2 separate regions of the Macaca mulatta genome follow, and region 2 is linked to region 1. A link is a contact called in public Hi-C data. All regions are on one chromosome and are shown on one strand. Each heading gives the region's core, a stretch centred on a gene start, on an enhancer-like site or on the middle of the called end of the contact. The rest is flanking DNA. Distances are from core to core; before and after follow the strand shown.

Region 1 (5,268 bases), core at 1,773-4,272:
GCCTAAGGTGAGCCTCCCCGCAGGCGACTCGCCCCCGCCCTGCACCCTCCCTGCAGGTGACCCCGTTCCGCCAGCTCCCGCGAGGTGAACCCGACTCTCCCCGGACCCTTCCCCCAGGTGATCACGACCCTCCCCGGACCCTCTCCTCAGGTGACCCCAACCCTCTCCGGACCCTCCCCAGACCCTCCCCTCAGGTGACCCCGACCCTCCCCAGCCCTCCCCGACCCGACCCTCAGGTGACCCCAACCCTCTCCAGCCCTCCCCGACCCGACCGTCAGGTGACCCCAACCCTCTCCGGACCATCCTCTCAGATGACCACGACCCTCCCCGGACCCTCCCCTCAGGTGGCCCCGATCCCCCTCACTCTCCCCTCAGGTAACCCCGACCCCTCCCAACCCTCCCCTCAGGTGACTCCAACCCTCCACCCCCTCCACCGACCCTCCCCTCAGGTGGCCCCGACCACCCCCCACTCTCCCCTCAGGTAACCCCGACCCCCCACTTTCCCCTCACGTGACCCCGAACCCCCACTCTCCCCTCAGGTGACCCCGACCCCCCACTCTCCCCTCAGGTGACCCCGACCCCCCCACTCTCCCCTCAGGTGACCCCGACCCCCCCACTCTCCCCTCAGGTGACCCCGACCCCCCACTCTCCCCTCAGGTGACCCCGACCCTCCACCGACCCTCCCCTCAGGTGGCCCCGACCCTCCACCGACCCTCCCCTCAGGTGGCCCCGACCAGCCCCCACTCTCCCCTCAGGTGACCCCGAACCCCCCACTCTCCCCTCAGGTGACCCCGAACCCCCCACTCTCCCCTCAGGTGACCCCGACCCCCCCACTCTCCCCTCAGGTGACCCCGACCCCCCCACTCTCCCCTCAGGTGACCCCGACCCCCCCACTCTCCCCTCAGGTGACCCCGACCCCCCCACTCTCCCCTCAGGTGACCCCGACCCCCCCACTCTCCCCTCAGGTGACCCCGACCCTCCACCGACCCTCCCCTCAGGTGGCCCCGACCAGCCCCCACTCTCCCCTCAGGTGACCCCGACCCCCCCACTCTCCCCTCAGGTGACCCCGACCCCCCCACTCTCCCCTCAGGTGACCCCGACCCCCCCACTCTCCCCTCAGGTGACCCCGACCCCCCCACTCTCCCCTCAGGTGACCCCGACCCCCCCACTCTCCCCTCAGGTGACCCCGACCCCCCCACTCTCCCCTCAGGTGGCCCCGACCCTCCCACTCTCCCCTCAGGTGACCCCGACCCCCCCACTCTCCCCTCAGGTGACCCCGACCCCCCCACTCTCCCCTCAGGTGACCCCGACCCCCCCACTCTCCCCTCAGGTGACCCCGACCCCCCCACTCTCCCCTCAGGTGACCCCGACCCCCCACTCTCCCCTCAGGTGACCCCGACCCCCCACTCTCCCCTCAGGTGACCCCGACCCTCCACCGACCCTCCCCTCAGGTGGCCCCGACCCCCCCACTCTCCCCTCAGGTGACCCCGACCCCCCACTCTCCCCTCAGGTGACCCCGACCCTCCACCGACCCTCCCCTCAGGTGACCCCGACCCCCCACTCTCCCCTCAGGTGACCCCGACCCTCCACCGACCCTCCCCTCAGGTGGCCCCGACCAGCCCCCACTCTCCCCTCAGGTGACCCCGACCCCCCCACTCTCCCCTCAGGTGGCCCCGACCCCCCCCTCCCCTCAGGTGACCCTGACCCCCCACTCTCCCCTCAGGTGGCCCCGATCCTCCACCGACCCTCCCCTCAGGTGACCCCGACCCCCCCACTCTCCCGTCAGGTAACCCCGACCCCCCCTCCCCTCAGGTGACCCCGACCGTCCCCGGACCCTCCCCTCAGGTGGCCCCGACCCCCCCACGCTCCCCTCAGGTGGCCCCAACCAGCCCCCACTCTCCCCTCAGGTGACCCCGACCCCCCACTCTCCCCTCAGGTGGCCCCGACCCCCCTCCCCTCAGGTGACCCCGACCCCCCACTCTCCCCTCAGGTGGCCCCGACCCTCCACCGACCCTCCCCTCAGGTGACCCCGACCCCCCCACTCTCCCGTCAGGTAACCCCGACCCCCCCATTCTCCCCTCAGGTGACCCCGACCCCCCACTGTCCCCTCAGGTGACCCCGAACCCCCACTCTCCCGTCAGGTAACCCCGACCCCCCCACTCTCCCCTCAGGTGACCCCGACCCCCCCTCCCCTCAGGTGACCCCGACCGTCCCCGGACCCTCCCCTCAGGTGGCCCCGACCCCCCCACGCTCCCCTCAGGTGGCCCCAACCAGCCCCCACTCTCCCCTCAGGTGGCTCCGACCCCCCCCTCAGGTAACCCCGACCGTCCCCGGACCCTCCTCACAGGCGGCCCCGCCCCACCCTGGACCCTCCCGCCAGGTGACTCCGACAAGGCCTGGTCCCTCCTGCCTGAGGTGACTCCTACCCGGCTGGCGACCCCCGAAGCCTCCCTCGCTCCTCAACTGAGGGCGACTCCGCCCATCCTGGGACACTGCGTCTTTTCCTGTAAACTCGACGCCTGCCCCGACGGCCGAATTCCAGAAGGTTCCTTGCCGCCGCCTCGCTTTCGGTCGTGCCTCAGCGCCCGGCCAGAGGCGGGGAAGCGCTTCCCTCGGTGCCAGGAGTGACGAGGGCCCAAGGAAAGAGTGCATAAGGAGAAATAGAGAAAGGGCCAAAGTCAAATTTCCAGATGTGAAGACTTCCACCGCTGTGAACCGCACGTGCGCACAGCCATTCCTGTCAGAGCCGCCGCGCCCTCGCTCGGCTACCGCCGCTGCGCGCCCCCTGCTGGACATAGGCGCTGGCACAGGGCAGTGGGCAGGCACGGGCTGCCGCGCGGCCGGGTGCGAACCGCGTCCTCGCAGGGTGGCCGACTGCGCACGCGCAATCCAGCGCGCCCTCTGCCGGGCAAGGGCGAGATGCACGGGGCACTGCGCAGGCGCGGGGTTGGGCTGGCCGGAGCGGCCGAGGCGGCCGGGGGTGGACCGGGCACCTGCAGGGGCGGCCGACTGCGCACGCGCGAGCCGCCGCGCCCCCTGCTGGAGCCGGAACGGCCGGTGCGTCCGCCAGTCGCGGGTCGCAGACGCCCCCTCCCCTCCAGGGCGGCCACGCAGCTGTCAGTGCTTCCGCCACTGCGAGGCTGGAGCAGAGCCCGGGTGGCCGAGGGAGGGGACCCCGCGAGAGGTCCGCGCGCCGGCCGCCGCCACCCCGGCGCCCAGGCTCGGTGAGTGCCGCCGGGACCCGCCGCTCGCGCGCTTGTTCCCGGGGCTTGCGGTCCCCACCCGGGTCCGCCCTTCCCACCCTCGCTGGCCAGCTTGGGCCTCGGGCCGCCCCCAGCTCTGGCCTGGGCTGCGGGCCCCTCCCGCGACCCCGCATCCCCGCCGGCCGCGCCCGCCCCTCCCGCCGCGGCCTCGGCTCCCGGCGCTCCCTGCAGGTGCCGCTCCCGCAGCGTCGGCTCCCATCCGAGCCTTGGGCGTGTCCCGCACTGCGGGCAGTGCCGGAGCCCGCGCCGCGCGGGGAAGCTCAACCCTGCCGAGACTCGGCACGGCCCAGGCCCTCTGTGTGCGCCCAGGAGGTGGATGTGTAGCGCCCGACAGCCCCGGGCCCGAGGGATGCAGGCGTCCACCGCGCACCTGCGGAGATGGCGCCGCTTCCCTGTCGCGGGGAGGCCGGGCGCGCGGTGGCAAAGCCGCCCGGGTTGGATTCCGCCTGCTCCCACCCCCTCGTTCCGAGGAACCTCCGAATCCGAATGCAAGGCGCTTCCGAATCCGAATCCAAGGCCCACAGTCCGCGGTGGGCGTTTGCCGCGCCCTCCGCTGTGTGGGGGCGGGGAAGGGGAGCCGCTAGTCCAGGCGGAGGGGCCTGTGGCAGTCGCTGAGGCCGAGTTCTTGGTGCCCTCCGTCATCGCGTCCGTGTGTCTTGGCTCTGTTCCAAGCCGGCTTCACGCTTCAGGAGGGCCGGGACGACCTTATGGTCACGGGCGTGGGGAAGGCGCTTGGTGTCTGTCGCACGGATGAAGCCATGTCCTCGGGGGTAATTGCCGCTTGTTCGCCGGGTTACGTCCTGGACAGTGCACTCCGGGAAGGCATGGATTGGATCTTGTTGGGGTTTGTGTTCCTGGAACTCCCGAAATGCCCGCTGAGTGAGTAGCTAGACCCCGCGACAGCATGGAGCCAGGCAGGGTGCGCGTGGGAGAGGTGCACTCTTCTCCCGGGCGCCCTGTCATTTTATTCAGATAGTCTGGGTGCTGCCTTTTGTAAACTTGAAAAGACTAAGACTGTTTTAGAAAGTTTGCCTCTTGGGAAATGTAAGAGAAAGGGAAAAATAGATAAAAATGGATGTCATGGGAATCTCCCCACACTTTTATTTTTAACTTCTTAGAGAATTTTTCTTTTAAATTGAACCTTTGCTAACTCTGTCTGACAAACAGGACGACGCCTCTCTCTTCCTAAGGTAACTTACCACCATTCTGACCAGACAGCTCTTTTGAAACAGGAGAGGGTAGCACGAGTTGTTTCTAAAAAGAGGTTAGCCTTCCATCTGCATGAGCCAGGCTGACTCACGGGAACCCATTTTGACTTAGTCTCAACTGGGAAGGCCCAGGTAAGATCCCTGGTTTGCCGTTTCTTCCCCAGCCCTGCTTCCGGAGACTGTGGAGTCTATTGAAGGGAAGCATTCTGGAACTCTGGGAACGGCCCTGACGGGGAAGGCCCTGTGCACAGTTGAAAGATGAATTGGAGGCCAGGCTCAGTGGCTCACACCTGTAATCCTAGCACTTTGGGAGGCAGAGGCGAGCGGATCACTTGAGGTCAGGAGTTGGAGACTAGCCTGGCCAGCATGGCGAAACCCCGTCTTTACCAAAAATATAAAAAATTAGCCGGGCGTGGTAGCACGTGCCTGTAATCCCAGCTACTCAGGAGGCTGAGGCAGAAGAATCGCTTGAACAGAGGTTACAGTGAGCTGAGATGGCGCCACTGCCCTCCAACCTGGGTGACAGAGCGAGACTCTGTCTCAAAAAAAAAAAAAAATGAATTGTACACAGTCCCTGCTCTTGGGGGGTCTTAGGATAGAGCTAAAAAGATGCTTTATTCACAAGTAACTGTGATGGAAGACAGAACAAGATGAGTACCACATGACACATCTAGAAAAGGTGCAACAGGTGACCAGAGGTGGAGGAGGGGTGGCTCCAATAAGAGCAGAAGGTCTCCACCCAGGATTCCTGTTACAATCACATGGGAAGCCAGCCTGGGCCCAGAACAGCCCAGCAT
Region 2 (5,268 bases), core at 1,547-4,046, 88 kb before region 1:
GGATGGTCTCGATCTCCTGACCTTGTGATCCACCCGTCTCGGCCTCCCAAAGTGCTGGGATTACAGGCTTGAGCCACCGCGCCTGGCCTTCTTATTCTTTTAAACACTATCTTTTAAGGGATGCAAATTTCACTGCCATAAAAGGGTACTTTTGGCCGGATATGGTGGTTTACGCCTGTAATCCCAGCACTTTGGAAGGCCGAGGTGGGCGGATCACAAGGTCAGGAGATTGAGACCATCCTGGCTAACATGGTGAAACCCTGACTCTATTAAAAATACAAAAAATTAGCCGGGTGTGGCGGCGGGCGCCTGTAGTCTCAGTTACTCGGGAGGCTGAGGCAGGAGAATGGCATGAACCCGGGAGGCGGAGCTTGCAGTGAGTGGAGATTGCGCCACCACACTCCAGCCTGGGCGGCAGAGCGAGACTCTGTCTCAGAGAAAAAAAAAGGTACTTTTCTGTTGACACTGTAATGAACAGAGGCAACTTTAGTGTGCTGGGAGACAGGAATGGAAATTTCTGTAATCAGAATGTCTTAAAGAAAGCATATGGTAATGGTAATGATATCATCCTTGTTTCCTTTTGCCCCCTTTTTTTTTTTTTTTTTTGAGACAGAGTCTTGCTCTGTTGCCCAGGCTGGAGACTGGAGTGCAGTGGTGAGATCTTGGCTCACTGCTTCAACCTTGAAAATGGTTCAAGCCATTTTCCTGCCTCAGCCTCTCTAGTAGCTGGGATCACAGGCATGAGACACCACGCCTAATTTTTGTATTTTTAGTAGAGACAGATTTCGCCAAGTTGGCCAGGCTGGTCTCGAACTCCTGACCTCAGGTGATCCACCCCCCCCCCTTGGCCTTTCAAAGTGCTGGGATTACAGGTGTGAGCCACCGTGCCCGGCCTCTGCCCGTGACCTCCTTTTTAGTCAAAGTTTTGTTCTGACAGTTAAGAACACAAGGCCTTGATGGTAACAGTGCTAGGGCTCATGCTGTTTTCATCCAGGGACTTACAGCTCGGACAGCCAGGATGTCCTCTACAGAAAGCCATTTCAGGATGTGAAAGAGCACATCTTCAGGGAGACTCAAGATGGTCAGGTTTCGGGGCCTCCTCCTTATTCTTCGCTTTGTAGGATAACAGAAACACTTGGCACACCTACAGTGAACCACTGAAGGAAAAAAAGACAGAAGTGTTGATAAGACGAAAAATTATTCTATATACATACCCTTGAAGGGAAAAAAAAAAGGATAAAAGTTACACCTGAAAATGATCTAATGGTTACGATTCCCTGTGCCACAAAAACGGAACTATGCTTCCTGTCCCAAACAAAGATTATGTAAAAGGAGTGGCATTGCACAAATTACAGAAGAGATCATTCATTTTCAAATATTCAACAAATATTTATGGCAAATAGCGCATATCATGTAACTTGGCTATTGGGAAACTTTCTGATCCAGAGCCCACATGACAGTCAGGAAGGGGAAAAAGCTGCTGAGGCTGATGACCGTTTTCCTTCCATTTCACTCTTAGGAAAACCCCTGGGGCCTTTGCTGGACATCTTTGCTTTTTGCACACATGACCAAGGTGCATAATGTTCAATAAGGATCTGTGGGCTTGTAGAGTCTGGTTTTCAATCCAAATTAGAAGGGTCAGCCCTGGAGAGAAGCCACAGGCTTGGAGGCCGGGGTAGTGTGCGTCCAAGTCAGCTCTGCAGAGTCTCAGTGTGCCCTCCACTGTAGAATGCAGAGTTGACAGCTACGCAGCAAGGTTGTTGCTCAGGTCCCAACACAAACCTAGACCTGTAGGTCTGTCTACAGGTGCAATCGTTAAAGGTGAGACGGGCTCTCCACCCACCAGGCAGGCAGCCCAGCCATGCTTCTCAGATGTGCTCTCTCCTCTTCCCACAGCCGGCTTTTCTAACTCCTACTCCAGCAACCCCTTCCTCACTCTAAGCAGATGACCTTAGCCCTTATTTCATAGAGAAACAGAAGCCCTCAGACAGGAACCTCAGGATCCTGCCTCCCCATCTACAAATCTACCTTTCTATCCATTCTTCCAGTCCTGAAAGGAAACGCCACTCCCCTCTGTGGGCCCAAATCCCTCCCCACCAGGACTTCCTAGCAATTGCTCCTTGCTCCCCTCTCCCGACCCGGGTCTTCCTGTCAGCAATTAAAAGAGCTGCAAAAGCCAAACGTATTCCAGGGCGACGAACTCTCAAAGATTCTATAGAGCTCTCCATAAAATATTCCTCATTCTCCGGCTCCCGGACAGATACTGTGATAATAGCTCAAACTACAGCTCGAGTTTCCTGTGCCTCATCGCGCGCGGGGCCGAACGCTGCTTTCCACAGAGCTAGGTCCACGGCCCCGCTGGACCGAGGCCCAGTCAGGGCCGGGCCGGGCCGCGGGATCGCTTCGACCCCACGCGCTCCGCAGCCCCAACCCCGACCAGGAGGCGCTGGTGTTTGGCTCCCCGGGACCCGATCGCCGCCCCGGGACCCGATCGCCGTCCGAGACCCGATCGCCGCTCCGGCAAAGGGCCGGAAAACGTCGCCCCGAGGGAAGGCGACGAGGGGCTCGGGCGCCCGCCGGGCATTTAAACCGCGCGCCCGGCCGCGGGGGCTCCCTGCGCCGGACGCGACACCCGCCCCGGGTTAAAGAGCTCGAGCCGGCCCTCCTCAGGCCGCCAGGGCCTCCCCTCCCGCGGGACCCACCGTCTGCCCCGCAGGGCAGGCAGAACGGCTGTGGGGCAGAAACCGGCGGGCATCGCCTCCCACTCACCGCCACCGCTCCCCATCGCCGCGCTCGCGTCTCTGTCGCCTGAGCCCGCCTGCGAGCGCGCCCGCGCCCCGGCTGGAGCGCGCGCGGAGCCCTCGCGCAGGCGCAGACCCCGCCCCACCGCCCACCCCAGTTTTCAAACGCGCCCGGCCCTCCCATTGGCCTGCCCGGGGGGGCCGCCGCCTGCCCCGCCCACGTCCCGCCCCGGGCTCGCCTTATTTACCGCCCTCCACGCCCACACTGCCTGCTCCGGGCGCCCGCCATTGGCCGCGCCAGGACGCGAATTCGAACATTGGTCGCTGACTGGTGGAATCCGCGTGGCCGCCCCGCCTCCCCAGCGGGGCTGGGGTCCTGGAGGAACGCGGCTCCCGGCCGGCGCGCAGGGGTTTCTAGGCGTCCTCTCCCGGCCGCATGGGTCCGGGCTTCGCCGCTGACCCCGGCGACTGGCATCTGCGGTGCCCGATGGGCTCCGAAGGCGCATGCCTGCGGCCAGGGGAAAGAGGACTCCTTGGCGTCCCTCGCAGTCGCGGCCGTGATCCAGCCTGGCACAGCCCCGACGTGGCGCTTCTAGAACGAGGCCGTGCCCTGCCCGGGTCCCGGGGTCGGTCCTGGGTCCGCGACCCTCACCCCCAGCCTGCACGGCCATCCTTTCCGCCGCCTGCTTCAGGTGGAGACCCTTGGGTTTGTGGCCGAGCCGCTGCTGGGCGGGGATGCTGGCCCGGATCGTGGTAGGGAAAGAGGAGGTCGGAGCTGGCGCTGGAAGTCTCCCCCGCGGAACGCTGACCCCTTCTTCCCGCGAATCGTGGCGCACCCTGGACGCCTCAGTGCCCCAGCCCCGGGGCAAGCCCTCCCCCTCACTTTGGCCAGATGCTGCCCCCTGTCTCGCCTCCTCGGCTGCTACCTGGTAGCTGCTCGCCGTGCGATCTGTCACATCTGCTCACTCCTGTCTTAGGCAGAGCTCATCCGAGCTGTCCTTCAGGAATCAGCCATACCCCACCCCTTTCACGGCACAGGCTGTCAAGGGGAAGACACGCAGCCTCCTGAGTGTCTGGTGGAGGACAGAGGGGCTTTTCCTGGGGAAGGCAGGGGCCTGGGCCAAGGCTGCCTACCCCTCCCTCACGCTTCCCTCAGTCTGCACCCTTCCATCCTTCTGAGTCCCCATAGAACCCCTTCAAGTACTGGGCCTGCCCTGGGCACACAGACAGGAGCCCTGGTGTGTAGGCTACAGCCAGCCTGGAGCAAGAGACAGAGCAAACAGGTGATCACAGCACAGGGCGCAGAAGAGTCCGTGGCCCCAGAGAGGGCCTGGAAGTTGGGACTATTCCCTGTCCTGGAATCAGGAAGCGGATGAAGGAGGGTGAAGAGAGAACAGGCTGAGCAAGTTTGGGTCCTGCTCCCCAGATGTCTCATGTTCTCAGCTCCCAGATTTCTTATCCCCTCCTCTCACTTTTGTCCTCCTGGGTTACTGTTTCCTACTTTGCCACTGTCTCCCCCTAGGGCAGAGGTGCACTTTCAGGGTTAGCTTCCATAGCATCTTGAAGGGATTAATCAACTAGAACCGGCCATGACCACATTAGCCACACCAGCTGCCTCTAGAATCTAGAACAGCGTCCCTGGTCCCTAGGTTGTTGTTTAGCTCTATCCTGTGCTTTGTGTAGTGATCACTCTCCTTTCAATATGGAGAGGCAAATTTCTTTTTCAGGGAGCAGGAGTTGTCTTGATTGCAGCCATGCCTGCTTTCGGCCCGCACCCTGCACTGGCTGCCCTGGGGTGATGAGTGGCTCCTCCAGGGTGTGGGCCCGTTTCCCATTGGGCTTCAGGAAGGTGAGACCTTGTTGGAAAAGTCTAAACTGTTAGAAGCTCAGGGAAATTCCTGGTGGAATGAGGTGTCAGTTGAAAACGACATGGGTAGTGAGGGGCAGGGAAGAGTAAGGGAAAGTGAAGTAGCTTGGGAGCCTGAGAAATCCCACATTCAGAGAAGGTGGGCCTTCAGTGGAGGCAGAGAGGGGCATGGGAGAAATGACAGCTGGATGTGGGAGCCCAGGGAGTGGCTTTCATCACAGGGGGCAGTCACCTGAAACAAAGACTGAGAAGAAGGTGGGCTGGTGACCATGGGTGTGTGACGCTGTTGTTCTGGGCAAGGGGTGCAGGAAGCATAGACAAGGCTCGTGCATGATACTTTCTGAGTCCTGGCTGAGAAGAGACAGAGACCAGCATCTGCACTTCTCAGAGGGGAGCTGAGGGGCCTGTGGCAAGGGGCAGAGTGAGCTCCACAGAGAGAGAAAGGCCGCTGAATGGAGCCCGTCTCAGAGGATAGGAGAGTGTACGTGACAAAGGCATGTGGCCACATCCATCTGCATGTGGACATTGCGATGGTCTGGCGCCCATGGGGCCTCTGCTCAGTGGTTCTCACGCTGGAGCTAGGTCAGAACACCTGCTATAGGGCTTGTTGCAACAGGATTGCTGGCCTTGCCCCAAGCATTTCTGATTCGGTAGGTTTTG

What was found. Hi-C and Micro-C count contacts between places; a contact is called where the count stands out from the background.
Region 2: a contact with region 1 is called in a Hi-C map of blood, with 5 times the contacts expected there. The contact joins the promoter of CCNF here to the promoter of ABCA3 in region 1. A contact is called at or near these places in 5 of 14 Hi-C or Micro-C datasets (blood, fetal cortex germinal zone, fetal cortical plate and 2 more).

The regions. Positions count from the first base shown.
Region 1 is chr20:3,571,971-3,577,238 of T2T-MMU8v2.0, reverse strand. ABCA3 (ATP binding cassette subfamily A member 3) reads left to right here and starts at 3,022. Exons shown (of 33, transcript XR_013411320.1): 1 at 3,022-3,224. It overlaps LOC106994913, which reads right to left and starts at 3,905. Exons shown (of 4, transcript XM_077985248.1): 1 at 2,427-3,905. The coding sequence starts at 3,905. The coding sequence ends at 2,766.
Region 2 is chr20:3,659,889-3,665,156 of T2T-MMU8v2.0, reverse strand. CCNF (cyclin F) reads right to left here and starts at 2,796. Exons shown (of 17, transcript NM_001265915.1): 1 at 2,770-2,796; 2 at 1,003-1,157. The coding sequence starts at 2,785.